2 separate regions of the Drosophila melanogaster genome follow, and region 1 is linked to region 2. The links are chromatin contacts, called in public Hi-C maps. All regions are on one chromosome and are shown on one strand. The core of a region is the stretch at or near the end of the contact, and the rest is flanking DNA. Distances in the headings are between cores, read along the strand shown. Region 1 holds the start of CG8671. Region 2 holds the start of Nthl1 (Nth-like DNA glycosylase 1).

The links. A called contact is a pair of places that touch in the nucleus more often than the background predicts.
Region 1: a Hi-C map of the Kc167 cell line shows a contact between it and region 2, with 2.1 times the contacts expected there.

Annotation. Positions count from the first base shown.
Region 1 is chr2L:21,259,445-21,265,747 of dm6, reverse strand. CG8671 reads right to left here and starts at 2,792. Exons shown (of 11, transcript NM_001299195.1): 1 at 2,625-2,792; 2 at 1,962-2,100. It overlaps l(2)k14505 (lethal (2) k14505), which reads right to left and starts at 4,580. Exons shown (of 4, transcript NM_001273739.1): 1 at 4,414-4,580; 2 at 4,029-4,336; 3 at 3,791-3,971; 4 at 3,337-3,735. The coding sequence starts at 4,513. The coding sequence ends at 3,485. mir-4974 (mir-4974 stem loop) reads right to left here and starts at 1,815; the gene lies at 1,714-1,815. It overlaps Hr39 (Hormone receptor-like in 39), which reads right to left. Exons shown (of 8, transcript NM_165364.2): 8 at 6,073-6,303.
Region 2 is chr2L:20,923,070-20,929,898 of dm6, reverse strand. Nthl1 (Nth-like DNA glycosylase 1) reads left to right here and starts at 2,039. Exons shown (of 4, transcript NM_136234.3): 1 at 2,039-2,210; 2 at 2,275-2,742; 3 at 2,808-2,978; 4 at 3,035-3,580. The coding sequence starts at 2,100. The coding sequence ends at 3,451. It overlaps RPA2 (Replication protein A2), which reads left to right and starts at 3,752. Exons shown (of 4, transcript NM_136233.3): 1 at 3,752-3,865; 2 at 3,924-3,985; 3 at 4,049-4,635; 4 at 4,725-4,924. The coding sequence starts at 3,853. The coding sequence ends at 4,803. CG9270 reads left to right here. Exons shown (of 7, transcript NM_206019.2): 6 at 1-231; 7 at 286-443. The coding sequence ends at 315. It also overlaps the pseudogene CR33318 and the pseudogene CR33319.

The DNA.
Region 1 (6,303 bases), core at 1,543-4,042, 340 kb before region 2:
TATTATATTACATTATATATATTATATTATATTATATATAATTTTTATTATTATATTATAAAATTATAAAAAAGCAAGCAGTAAATGCGGTTTTTGGGCGTGGCAAAAAGTTTTTTTTGCAAATCGATAGAAATTTACAAAACCAATAAAAATATGAAAAAATATCAACTCATTTTCTAAAAGTGTGGGCGTGGCAGTTTTGTGCGGTTTGTGCGTCTTTGTTTCTACAATCTATACGCTGAGTCTTAACCTTCTAGCTTTTACAGTTCCTGAGATCTCGACGTTCACACGGACAGACGGCCAAATCGACTCGGCTATTGATCCTGATCAAGAATATATATACTTTACATGATCGGAAACGCCTCATTCTGCCTATTACATATTCGTACCTATTACATACCGTTACTCGTAGAGCATATTACTCGTAGAGTAAGGGGTATAACAAAAGTGAATGCTAAAGTCGAATTCCCAGACTAACAGATACCCGTTACTCAGCTAGTGGGAATACGAACGCAAAGTTTCATAATTTTGTTGTCTTACGATACAGATCAGGAAATACTATATTAAAATGAAACATTTAAAACATACTTGGGCTGCGTCTATGTCTCTGTAATCTGCATGCTTAATATCAACTTCTAGCCTTTATAGTTCCCGAGATCGAGGAGTTCATTAGGAAGGACTCAAAACCTTTTACATACTTTTTAACAAATCGAGTGAATCTGGTAAAATCTCTATATACTTCACTGCGGCACAAAGTTCTGGCTTAAATCAATATACCCTATTATTATTCAAAAACCGCTTAAATTGATATATGTATAAAATATACAAACTATAAATAAGCAAGGTGATACAAAAGGCATTGACAGCCCCAATTATGTTCTGTATTCTTTAGTTATATTTTAAAGGGCACACCCATTCCATTTTTCTAGTTAGTAAAGCACTAAAAAGCCGAAACCGTAGAACTTTCCCTGTTTCTCGTTATGAACCCACATGGATTTGAATCTAATTGAGCACATCCTCATTACAGAAGCAGACGAAGTCAGATCTGAACGAGCAATTCAGGGTTGCCCTCCCCCGTTTAACCTCATTGGTGCTGATTTGATTTGATTATTGCAAACATTTTTCACACCTTACACTTCATTGCGAAACTGAAATTCCAAAGCCCGGCAATTTATATGCCAAACCAACGGTGGGTGACCAAATATTGACGCAAAGTTAAAAGCGTGACCTTTCGCAGATTCTATATCAGACGTCCACGATTATGACAGAATTATATTTTTTAATTGGCAAGAAAATCAATTGTATTCTCTAAGAGCCTTTTTCAAAAACATTAACATTTTAGAAGACGAAGTCATAAACATTCTTAAGCTCCGCCGACGTCACTGCAATCTGCATGCCCAATCTGCCCAATATCATTCGACTAAATTACACAGTAAAATTTACCTATAGGGCGCGCTTTTTTAAAAATTAATCAGAAATTGTTTCAGCTTCCCAAAATGTACAAAAAAAAAACAGTAAAAGATAAAAACAAATCAGGATAAAACACAATTAGCATAGACCAACTTAAAATTAAAATTAAGAATAGTAGCTTCAACAAACCGGAGCTTATATACCCTTTCCGTAATTTGATATTAAAGATAGAACAGCTTCATCCAGATTTCTGTTTAAAACCGAAATTATATACTGTCAAACACTGGTGTATACCGAAAAAGAAGATATATTAAATATTCTTTATCAGGAATATATATATTTTATATGGTCGCAAATGTCCACCTAAAATCAATATACTCTCTGACAGGGAATAAAAACAAAGAACAAAAGAAGTCAATGCGTATACGTGTAAATGTGTACACACATGAAATTCGGTTTAAGGAGGTAACACTGTAAGCCATGTATATAAATAGTAAAAAGTGTGACTGTTTGGTGTTTGCTTACAATACAATTATCTCAATCGGACTTACCTTTTAGTTGAATTCTGCACACAGTGGGCTCAAATGTGGGCGTCAACGCTAACGTTGCAAACAGCTGATTATATAGCGGAGACACATCCGAAATAATATTTAAAACACGCCATTTACACTTTCCGCACGAAATACGGAGCTTTGATGTGAAAAACAGAAACAACACATTAAAATCGAACAAGGTGGTAGCACAAACACAACAGCACGGAACACCAATACAACCGCTCCCGAAGGGCGACGAACGTCGTGCTGCAGTTGTTTGTGCTTTGAAAAAATCTACATTTGTTGTCGTCCTCGGTACTGGGATTTCACAATTATTAAAATGCTTCTTAGCAACTAAACTAGGGAACAACGAGATTGTTATATTCACACACACGCTTTTGTTGATGTAGTCGCTGGTTTTTTCACATCCCCTCTACCGAGAACAGTGAAAAGGGATGGTTCAAATGATAAATATCCCCAGCGCAACGATACAGATTTGTTTTCTGGTCTATAAATCGCATTTTGCAAATCTCGTTCGTTTGAAACAAAGCGACTGGGAAAATGTATGCCTCACTGCTTTGGCAACACTTTTTTTTACATTTTTTTTTAGTGAAAAGGCACTCACAAACGCACACCAGCACAAACATTGGAACAATCACGCACTCGAACGACGCTGCTTACCAAACGCGCCAGTAATATTATCAACTGCCTTTGCTTTCGTTTGTTTTCTTGCAAACTTAGCTTTCCTCGGATTTACTGGCGAAAAATGTAGTTTTGCACTTGATTAATTAGCAACAGAATACCACCGATGATGCGCCACCCACGTCCGAACCAGTGTGACCGCAGTGTACAGTAGGACTGTACCGTAACTATTTTAAAATACCAAGCAAGTATTTATCAGAATATACCACACCTACGAAAAAAAATTGCTTAATTATTTTTGTTTTTTGAGACTTCCTCTAAGCGCCTATTACACTAGCACTTAATTTTTTCTTAAGTAAGATAAATAAATGTCCATGTTTTGCCAATGGGTTCCAAAAATAGGGTTCTATGTCAAGGTGCAAAAAAACCGAACCTTAAATTAGGATTAAACAAACTAAATATTTCTAAAATTTAGTAATCTCATTCAAATTTAAAAATGTTACATATATCCTACACATTTGTACATGTGTAGTTCCAAAAAACTTAATGTACTTCCTTATGTTCACTGCCTCCACGTATTGCTGTACCAGAATCCTTGTGGCTTACTAATTAAAATCAGAACTAAAATTCAGTTGTGTTATAAGAGACGTCAAAAGAGTATGTTACTTTCGTGCTTAAAGAAAGTATGAAAAAATGATAATATAAACCGTATTATTACAACAAAAAAAAACCGGTAAGAGCTAAAAAAAAAGGGAGGATGACCTGACCTTGATAAGTTTCAAACTAGGCACGATTTATATACATCTATTATTATGTCCTAGGTCCTAGGAGACCTACATACGTGCTACCATAACCCTGTGGTAGTCAGCTCATATGTATGTTGAACAGGTATTTTAATTTTAAAGAATTATCTTTTGCTTAACAAGGTTTTCCGAACAGTTAAGGTGTACGAAGAGCACGGCAGCCGCCAGGCGTGCTTGCAACTCCTGTTGGCTTAAATCATGTGCCCACTCCACGCGACCCCAGAACTTAAGTTGGTATTCTTCCTCTAGACGCGCCAGGGCCACAGCCTTCTCCACGGTAAGCATCTGCTCGATGACGGCGCAGGCAAGGACAATCGACTTTAAGGTGTCCACAGCGAAAATGAAGCCTGGAGGAAAATATATTTAATAGACGTTGAACTCCAGACTTATGGTCTGCATTACCATGCAGAGTTTCCAAACTGTAGGACTGAAAATGCTTTGCGACATTCATTTTATCCTGCTCGCTGACCTGAGGCGGCGTTATGTTCATGGTCTTCTGCAGGTTTGTGTCGTAGCGCTGGTTGAACCAGGCGATCACCGGGTCCCATTCATTCACCTGAAGGTCCTGCAGGTCCTTTTCGTCCTGCAAAAGATATATGTCTGTGGAATGTGCACTCTAATTCTCAGTTGATTCACTCACATCGTACTGGAAGAGCACCGTGTCTGTGGCGATGAAGTTGAGAAGGTAGTTGACCATGTCCAACTTGGAGAGGTGATTGGGATTGTCAATGGCCGTGAAGCAGAGCGCGGATAAGTGCATGCGGGAACGCTCGATGTTTTCCTTCTGAGCGTCGAACTCAGTGGCTACAGCAATGGCCAGGGGTTCGCTGCGGACGATGAAGGGTGTGCCCTTGGGCGTTTTCAGTTTCCGGTGATCCAACACCACTTCATAGCCGCTGTCGCCGCTCAGTACGGAAGTCTTCTTGTAGAATCGCTTGGGAGGAGAGGCTGCAGGAGAAGAACCGCCGATCGCGGGATGTTATGAAATGGCAACACACGTTTTTATTCTGGCTATCGCGGCTTACCATAGTGGCGCACAGTGAAACTGCTAGCGGCTCCTTTGCACTGGCTGAAATTGGTCAACCGGAGAGCTCGGATGGCGCTAACTACATACTTTCCGTTCATTTTTAGAGTTTGTCTGCCTGTCTACTTGTCTTCAGCTGTTTAACAGCAGAGTTGAGTTTTCAGTGTGGCTGTAGTACTTTTTCCACAAATCTCAATAAATCAGTCGTAGGTACTGTTTACCTTTCTGTGCTACTCCACTGCCTTCATAAGGACATCGAGGGTATTCCCTTAGAGGAATTAATCGCCATTTATAGCTTCTAGTCGAGTAAGCTTTTAACACTTGGGTCTCTTTTAGCGACTGCAGATGTCACTATGCGCACTAATTGCATGTGCGGTATTTTTAAAAAACTTGTTTGTTTTTATTAATTTCTGACTATTGGATATGACCATTGTATATGTTTGGCCTCATCATATTTTTGGCACATCGATACAATGTGCAAGACAAATGATAAAATCAAAACCTTTTCCAAAACTGTAGCAGTGACAGTTGTGGGCGTTAGTATGATTGAGGCAACGTTCTGAAATAAGCTTGCAACGCTGAAACTTTAGCAACATATTCTAAGATAGTGGTGGCTCTTTCTAACCATCTAAACACATTCCTTTATAAGAATTTTATTTAAAAATATGAATCCTTATTTTTGGGCAAACAAATGTTCTAAAGTTGTAACATACAAATTTTCAAATGGATTAATTCGTACCATTATAAAGTATGTATATATATTATTACTAAATTATTCTGTACTACTAATGTGGGATGTATAGATTACACATACTAGTTTTGTTGTAACTTTCGGTTGCTACTTTAAATTAGAAAAAATCTGTATCCACCATTAAATTATAAACTCATGTCTTTATATAAGCAATACAATAAAATAAATTAATTTGTAACCAATGAATAACTAACAACATATACATACATATATATATATATATCGGGTAACCGTTCAGTCTATAAATTTCAGGACCTGTTGCAAGCACTCATTTATCAATCATTCTATCCCAAACATAGTTACTGTTACATTTTTTGTGTTGTTCAATGTTTTGATTAAAAGCAGATATGGAGCGTGCCTACATAAACATCGAGAAAAACGAGGATAATAATCAAACTTTTGAAAAATGTTTTGATATTTATTCATATTTTTATTAGTCTTAAAAATTTCTGTCGATTTGCCAAACAACTTTTTGACCCGCCCATTCTATAGCCCTAAAACCGCAAAAAACTGCCACGCTGTTTGATAAAAATTGATCAAAAATGGCAAAATATTGATTAAAAACAAGAGAGAATGCTATAGTCGACTTCCCTGACTAGCAACCTTCTAGCTTTTATCGTTCCTGAGATCTTGACGTTCATACGGACAGACGGACATACCTAGATCGACTCGGCCATTGATCCTGATCGAGAATATACTTTACATTGTCGGAAACGCTTCCTTCTGCCTGTTATATACTTAACAAGGAATCTAATATACCCTTTTACTCTATAAGAATTTTGACGTATCAGTTTATTCAAACGAAAGGGCAGAGCCAGATTGAATAAGCTGTTGGGAACATTTCCTTTTACCTGTTTTCAAGGAATCTAGTATACCCTTAGGCTCCGTAATAACAGTGAAACTAATATTGATTTTTCGCATTTTTATTACAAAATATTGCATTGACAATTGTATATCAATTATTGTTGAATTTTACTTATTAAATTTATTTAAAAGCAAAATTGAGTTTTAAATTTAATAAATGATGAATTTGTACGTAGCTAGAGCAAACATCACACGCAAGGAAAACTGTTTTACATTAAATATTGCGCTATGGGTTTATTATTTTTCTTTAACTATTTAAGCAATGCGCCTAGAGGG
Region 2 (6,829 bases), core at 790-3,289:
ATACAATCCACCATTCGCAGGAAGTTCAGAGATTGCACAGTTCTGACCATAGCTCACAGGTTGAACACGATCATCGATTCGGACAGGGTCATGGTTCTGGACGCTGGTACTCTAGTGGAGTTCGGATCACCATTCGAACTACTGACCCAATCGTGGAGCAAAGTCTTTTACGGGATGGTGCTCCAGACGGGTCGGTCGAGTTTCGAGCACCTTCTGAAGCTGGCACTTGAGGTCAGTAGATGAATATTTATTAATTTTGTTTTGTTGGTAATGCTTTCTTTGCAGGCCCACGAAAGAAGACTGCTATCTCAATGATTAGAGCGTATATAATTCAAATATATTCCATTTTCCATTTTTTTTGTTTCTTAAAAGCCGATTGCGATTAATGAGAAATACAATTTTTTGATTACAATGTTGTTATTACAGTATTGTGGTATACAAACAAGAGAGAATGCTATAGTCGAGTTCCCCGAAATAAATCCCAAGGTGCATCCCATAAAACTACCTTATGTAATAGACGGAGGATGACATAGGCCACCTCCTCCACATAGTCGAGTCTATAAAGACCAAAATGTTAGTTGTTGGCTCAACGCATGTTGGCTCGGATTCAAGGAACTGCTAGGACGCGGGGAGTCTCAGGTCCATTACTTTACAAGTAACTTACTCGGGCGGATTTCGCGCACCTTGCTTAATCGGGTTGATGTACTTGAGAGACCCATTGCTGTTGCCACCCAACACCTTGTCGTTGACAGATCTGCAAAATAACAATAGATTTTTACTCTTTGCCCAATGGCAACCCGTTGTATGTCACATGCTCAACTCGCTTGTCAAGTAACATCGATATGCAAAGGGATCCCCATTACCTGTGGACCTCCAGATAGAGTCCGTTAATGTTCATGGACGACTCGGGATCCATCCTGTTTTGAAGATAACGCACTCGCTGTTCCCATTTTTATCGTAACAATATTTACCGAAAAATCACAATTAAAATTTATGTCAGTCTACATAAAGAATTATATATCAGTGAACTAAAATGGGAGACCTGCCAAAAGTTTGAAGTTTTGAGGCTGTCAACTTTTTCAGTGCTATAGTGATTGAACAACGCTCCAGTAGCCAATCCTTTGTTAAAAATATAAAAAAAAATAGAACCCTGTGGAAAGATAACGATATCCGTTGTTCCCCAAAAGCAAATATGTATATCCAAAGATGAACATACATTTGTTTTAAGCGTTTATTAACTCAGCTTTACTTTAGCTATACTTAAGCTACTTACCCATCAGATTAAAAACAAGAGAGAATGCTATAGTCGAGTTCCCTCGCACAGCTGGAAGTGTGAACGAGAAATTTCAATATTTTTTGGAATATTGGTAGAAATTGGAAACAAAATAATAAAATAAAAATTTAAATGTTGCTGAGAATGTGGGCGTGACAGGTTTACGCGGCTTGTGGGCGTAAAGTATTTTGGCATATAAATTTACAAAACTAACATAAAAATCAAAAAATAGTAAAACATTTTTCAAAAGTTTGGGCATGACAATTTCGGGCTGTTTATGGGCGTTAGATTGGAAATCGGTTCTACAAAATTGCGCTACGTCTATGTCTCTAGAACCACTGTTCTTAATCTCAACCTTCTAGCTTTTATAGTTCCTGGGATCTCGACGTTCATACTAGATCGACTGATCCTGATCAAGAATATATATATATGTAGTTGGTCGGAAACGCTTCCTTCTGCTTATTACTTACTTTTCAACGAATCTAGTATACGAATATCGGGTATAAAATTTATTTTAAATATCTTTGTTAAATTTTATGAGCTGTTGATAACGAAATCGAAAAGTTTGTACTTTTTTTTAAATCAAGTGCATTAAAATTAAATTTGTGGCTTAAAATGTATTGTAATAGCTTATAACTTATTATGCTGTAGCATACGAAAAATGGTTCTTAAAATCCTAACTTGCATGAGTTGAATATTTCGAAATTTCAAATGTTCCCGGCTACTTAGTTGTAAAGTGTGGCCGTTTCTCCTACATCGAAATCGATAGGTTCGAAATGTAAACAAACATGGAAACTGAAACTGAAGCGCAGAAATTGTATTAGCTATGGCCAAAAATGTAAAGAAATTAACGTTGGCCAACAAGTTGGCAAAACGCGGAGATCTTATAAAACCCACGGAAATAAAAAGTCGTCCAAATAGGGCGGATAACGTGAGGGTAGGCGGAAATGCATGATAAACAATGAAATTGATACTCAAGACGCAGTTTCTAAATCTTCCAGGATATAGAGGATCTGGTTGGTGTATCTGCTGGCGCAGCAGGATCGAGTAGCTCAGTGTTCTTCTCCCCCGTGCAAACCCGCAAGCAGCGTCTCTTAAATGGGGAAGCCGTGAAGAAAACTAACATTAAAATGGAGCCCTTGTCTCCAGCTCGAGTGGCACCCAAAAAGTTTAGAAAGGATGATCGCATGGTAACCAGAGTTCAAATGGGTTCGGCTACTGTGGTCATATGCAAGGTGGTCCCTGATGCTGTGGACTCCCCAGTGAGAGTGGATAAGATAAGAGAGGAGGTGGAACCCCAAATAAAACAGGAAGCTCCGGAGGATTCCCCTTCTTTTTCTGAGGTGCAAGCACCACATCCTTTGTGGTTTAACCACCTAGAAAACATTCGCATTATGAGAAACTCCAGAACTGCGCCAGTGGACACCATGGGATGCCACCGATGCGCCGATTTAAAAGCAGACTCGAAGGTATTTCCAATAAGTGGAATTAAGTACATAGAAGAATATGTTACAAGCAAACAACTTCCTTGCAGACCCAGCGCTTCCAAAACTTAGTGGCATTGATGCTGTCCAGTCAAACCAAAGACCAAACTACTTATGAAGCCATGAATCGCCTTAAAGACCGAGGTCTAACTCCACTGAAAGTAAAGGAAATGCCAGTGACTGAACTCGAGAATTTACTGCATCCCGTATCCTTCTACAAGGTTTGGTGGAATTAATAATAAATAAATATATCGCACTTACTCTCGATCTCTTCCAGAACAAAGCTAAATACCTCAAGCAAACCGTGGAGATACTGACGGACAAGTATGGTTCGGACATTCCAGATAATGTCAAGGACCTTGTAGCTCTTCCAGGAGTTGGCCCCAAGATGGCCCATATATGCATGGCAGTGGCCTGGAACAAGATAACCGGAATCGGAGTGGACGTCCACGTCCACCGCCTTTCTAACAGGCTGGGCTGGGTGCCGAAGCCCACCAAGGAGCCCGAGCAAACCCGTGTGGCGTTGGAGAAGTGGCTGCCATTCAGCCTCTGGTCAGAGGTCAATCATTTGTTCGTGGGATTCGGACAAACCATTTGCACCCCAGTGAAGCCAAATTGTGGGGAGTGCCTGAACAAGGACATTTGTCCTTCAGCCCATGCTGAAACTAAAGAAAAAAGGAAGAAAGACCGATAGGAAAGAGGTTCAGCGAACGCTGAAAAAGGTTTTAGGTTTCTAAGTGTTTCTGAAATTATTAGTGCTAAGAAAAATATTGTGTTACCCATAAGAAAATAAATGAATTATTAAGGGGGCTGTAAGTCCTGTAAAAAATAAAAAATTTTGTGGTTTTTCTTTTTTTGTTTTAACTGAAAAAGGTATATTCCCAATTTATTACAATAATTCAGTTTTTCAGGAAAAATATTGAAATATTGACACTACAATATTTCGTATTTCTTATATACTAAATAGATGTTATTCCTACGTGTTCGACCTACGGCCACACTATCAGCTCTACGTTCGCGCGTTTTATTGTTTACCAGCGGCCCTTGTGAAATTATATAGAATACTCAATTACAAATCCCTCAAAAGCCAAGAAAATGAATGATTCATGTAAGTATAGCCCGTAGCTCAGAGAAATTAAGGGAACTAATAACGAAGCTCGTTTTAGTTGGAGATTTCAATGCCACACAAACTGCGCCAACTGGAGCCGCCAGCAATCAAAAGGGAGAAGTAAGTGAGTGAGACGCCAGTAAAGTTGCACAACCTAACATGATTCCGTATGATTGCAACTAGGGAATAGTGCCCCTGGTGGTGAAGCAGATTGTGGACGCCCCAGAGGGAAACATCGAGTTGTTCGGCATGCAGTACGCCATGGCATGTGTTGTGGCCATAGTGCGGAACGTGGAGACTTCCTCGACGAAGATCACCTACACCCTGGAGGATCATAGCGGCAGGATCGATGCGCACTACTGGCTTGAGGAGGGCGACGCTCTCAAGGCACCCGAAGTAATGGTCAACAACTACGTGAAGGTCTACGGCACCACCCGGTCGCAAGGCGGTTCCAAAACCCTAATGATCTTCAAGCTACTGCCCGTTTTGGATCCCAACGAGGTGTGCACCCACCTGCTGGAAGTACTCAATGCCCGCTACAGGGCCGAGGACTACCAGAGCAAGGGTGGAGCTGGAGCTGGTGCAGGGGCTTCTTCCGGCTCAGGCTCCATAGCTGATTTCACCGCCTCCCAGAGCTCGGCCATTGTCAGTGGGCTGGAGCCCAAGCAGCAGGCCGTATTCCAGGCCATCAAGAGCAATGTTTCCGAGGAGGGCATCTCCCGCAAGGAACTGAAAGCCAAATTCTCCCACATCAGCGACTCTGAGTTGACGTAAGTTGTTTATCCAAAACTATTGCATCATTTGATATTCTTTATTAATTAATATTAATTATAACATTTTATTGTTCCTATTTTTACAGCAACATTCTGGACTTTATGATTTCCGAGGGACACATTTATTCCAGCATTGACGCAGATCACTTTATTTGCACAATGTAAATCAAATCGTGTAACCACTATTTAATTTAAAAATGCGTATTGAATATATGTATTAAGTTTTTGAAAAACGGGAACATTTTCCATATATTAGTTGTACATTAAATATTTCTTATATAATCAGAAAGTGATTTTGGGATATTTTTTATTGGGACTGTTGAAAATGTGTATTTGAGGAAATCTTGCTCTTCAAGTTGCCGGTGTATGTGTATATTTACGGCTTATCATATGAAAAGTCTTCGGATTCATAGTCCTAAGGGAATTTAAAATATCTTACAAAAAAGATAGAAAACCTGAAATATTTTAATTATTTTATGTTTAATTAATATTCTTGTTCATTTATAAAATTGTAATGGATTATAAAGTTTTTTTGAATCGTTTCACTTTGCTTCATTTGATAAAAGGATGTGATAAGTTCATACCGCTTTATTTCATTATCAATTTATTTTTTAGATATATAACTAACTAACTTTTAACGCTAGTAAGTTAATTGTTTAATTAGGTAATGCATATTTTGATTGTATATCGGGCATAGTTAGATCGGATTGCAAAAAATTTATAAAATTCATTCAATGCGTTTTATTTCATTAGTTTTTGAATTTATCATAGAAAATTACAAGCTCAGGAATCAAAATCAAAACATAATAGGCATGCAAATCAAAAATTAAGATTAATATTTGTTGTGGGAATTTATAGCGCAAGAGAGCATTCCCCTTGGTCCCCAGGATCTTGCCAGTGAAGTTGAACTGCGCAAGTGTAAGGATTCATTTTGCGGTCGGAGTGGATAGCTAATTGTATAAAAAACCACCTTGGGATACTGATTAACGGGCACGAAGACCTTTTGGGTAATCTTTATCGGCTTCTGCTTGTACACGTCTGCGTATAACTCCTTGCCGGGAATACGTCCAGTGCCATAGACACGGTCCACAGCTGCAATGTGGGATTAATACCATTAAAATACCCTGTAAAGGGCCGAATTGATTTTACCCTCGGCAATTAGCAGTGCGCAAAGTGGAAACTCCGCGGACAATCACTGGCTCTCCTCGACCAAATCGGCGAGAAACTTTTGGGTCACCTCGTTCAGACGCGGCTGGTGGTCGTGGGAAGGTGGCTGTTTCAAAGGTAACGCGCTTGCTGTTCCCATTTTTATCGTAACAATATTTACCGAAAAATCACAATTGAAATTGATGTAGACTGAATAAAGAATTATATATCAGTGACTTAAAAAGGGAGACCTGCCAAAAGTTTGAAGTTTTGAGGCTGCCAACTTTTTCAGTGCTATAGTGATTGAACAACGGTCCAGTCGCCAATCCTTAGTTAAAAATATAAAAAATAGAACCCCGTGGAAAGATAACCATATCCGTAGTTGTTCCCCAAAAGCAAATATGTATATCCAAAGATGAACATACATACATTTGTTTTAAGCGTTTATTAACTCAGCCTTACTTTAGACATTTACAGTCATACTTAAGCTACATCAGATTAAAAACAAGAGATAATGCTATAGTCTATGTTCCCCGACTATCAGGTAACCGTTACTCAGCTAGTGTGAATGCAAACGCGGAAGTTTCATAATTTTTCTGGGATATCGGTAGATATTGGGTAATAAAATAAATAAAAAAAATTGTTCTAAAGTGTGGACGTGCAAGGTTTGGCGACTTTAGGGCGTTAGAGTGGGCGTGGCAAAAAGTTTTTTGCAAATCGATAGACATTTATAAGACTAATACCATTATGAAAAAATACCGAAAAACGGTTCAAAAACGTGAAACGTTGTGGGCGTTAGAGTGTGCGTGGGACATGGATCAACAAACTGCGCTGCCTGTATGTCCCTAGAATCTTTGTTTCTAATCTCAACTTTTTAACTTTTAAAGTTCCTGGCTTCTCAACGTTCAAACGGACGGACAGACAGACGGACATGGCCAGATCGACTCGACTATTGATCCTGATCAAGAATGTATATACTTAATATGCGCGGAAACGCTTCCTTGTGCCTGTTACATGAATATAGTATGAATATTTTTGGAGGTTA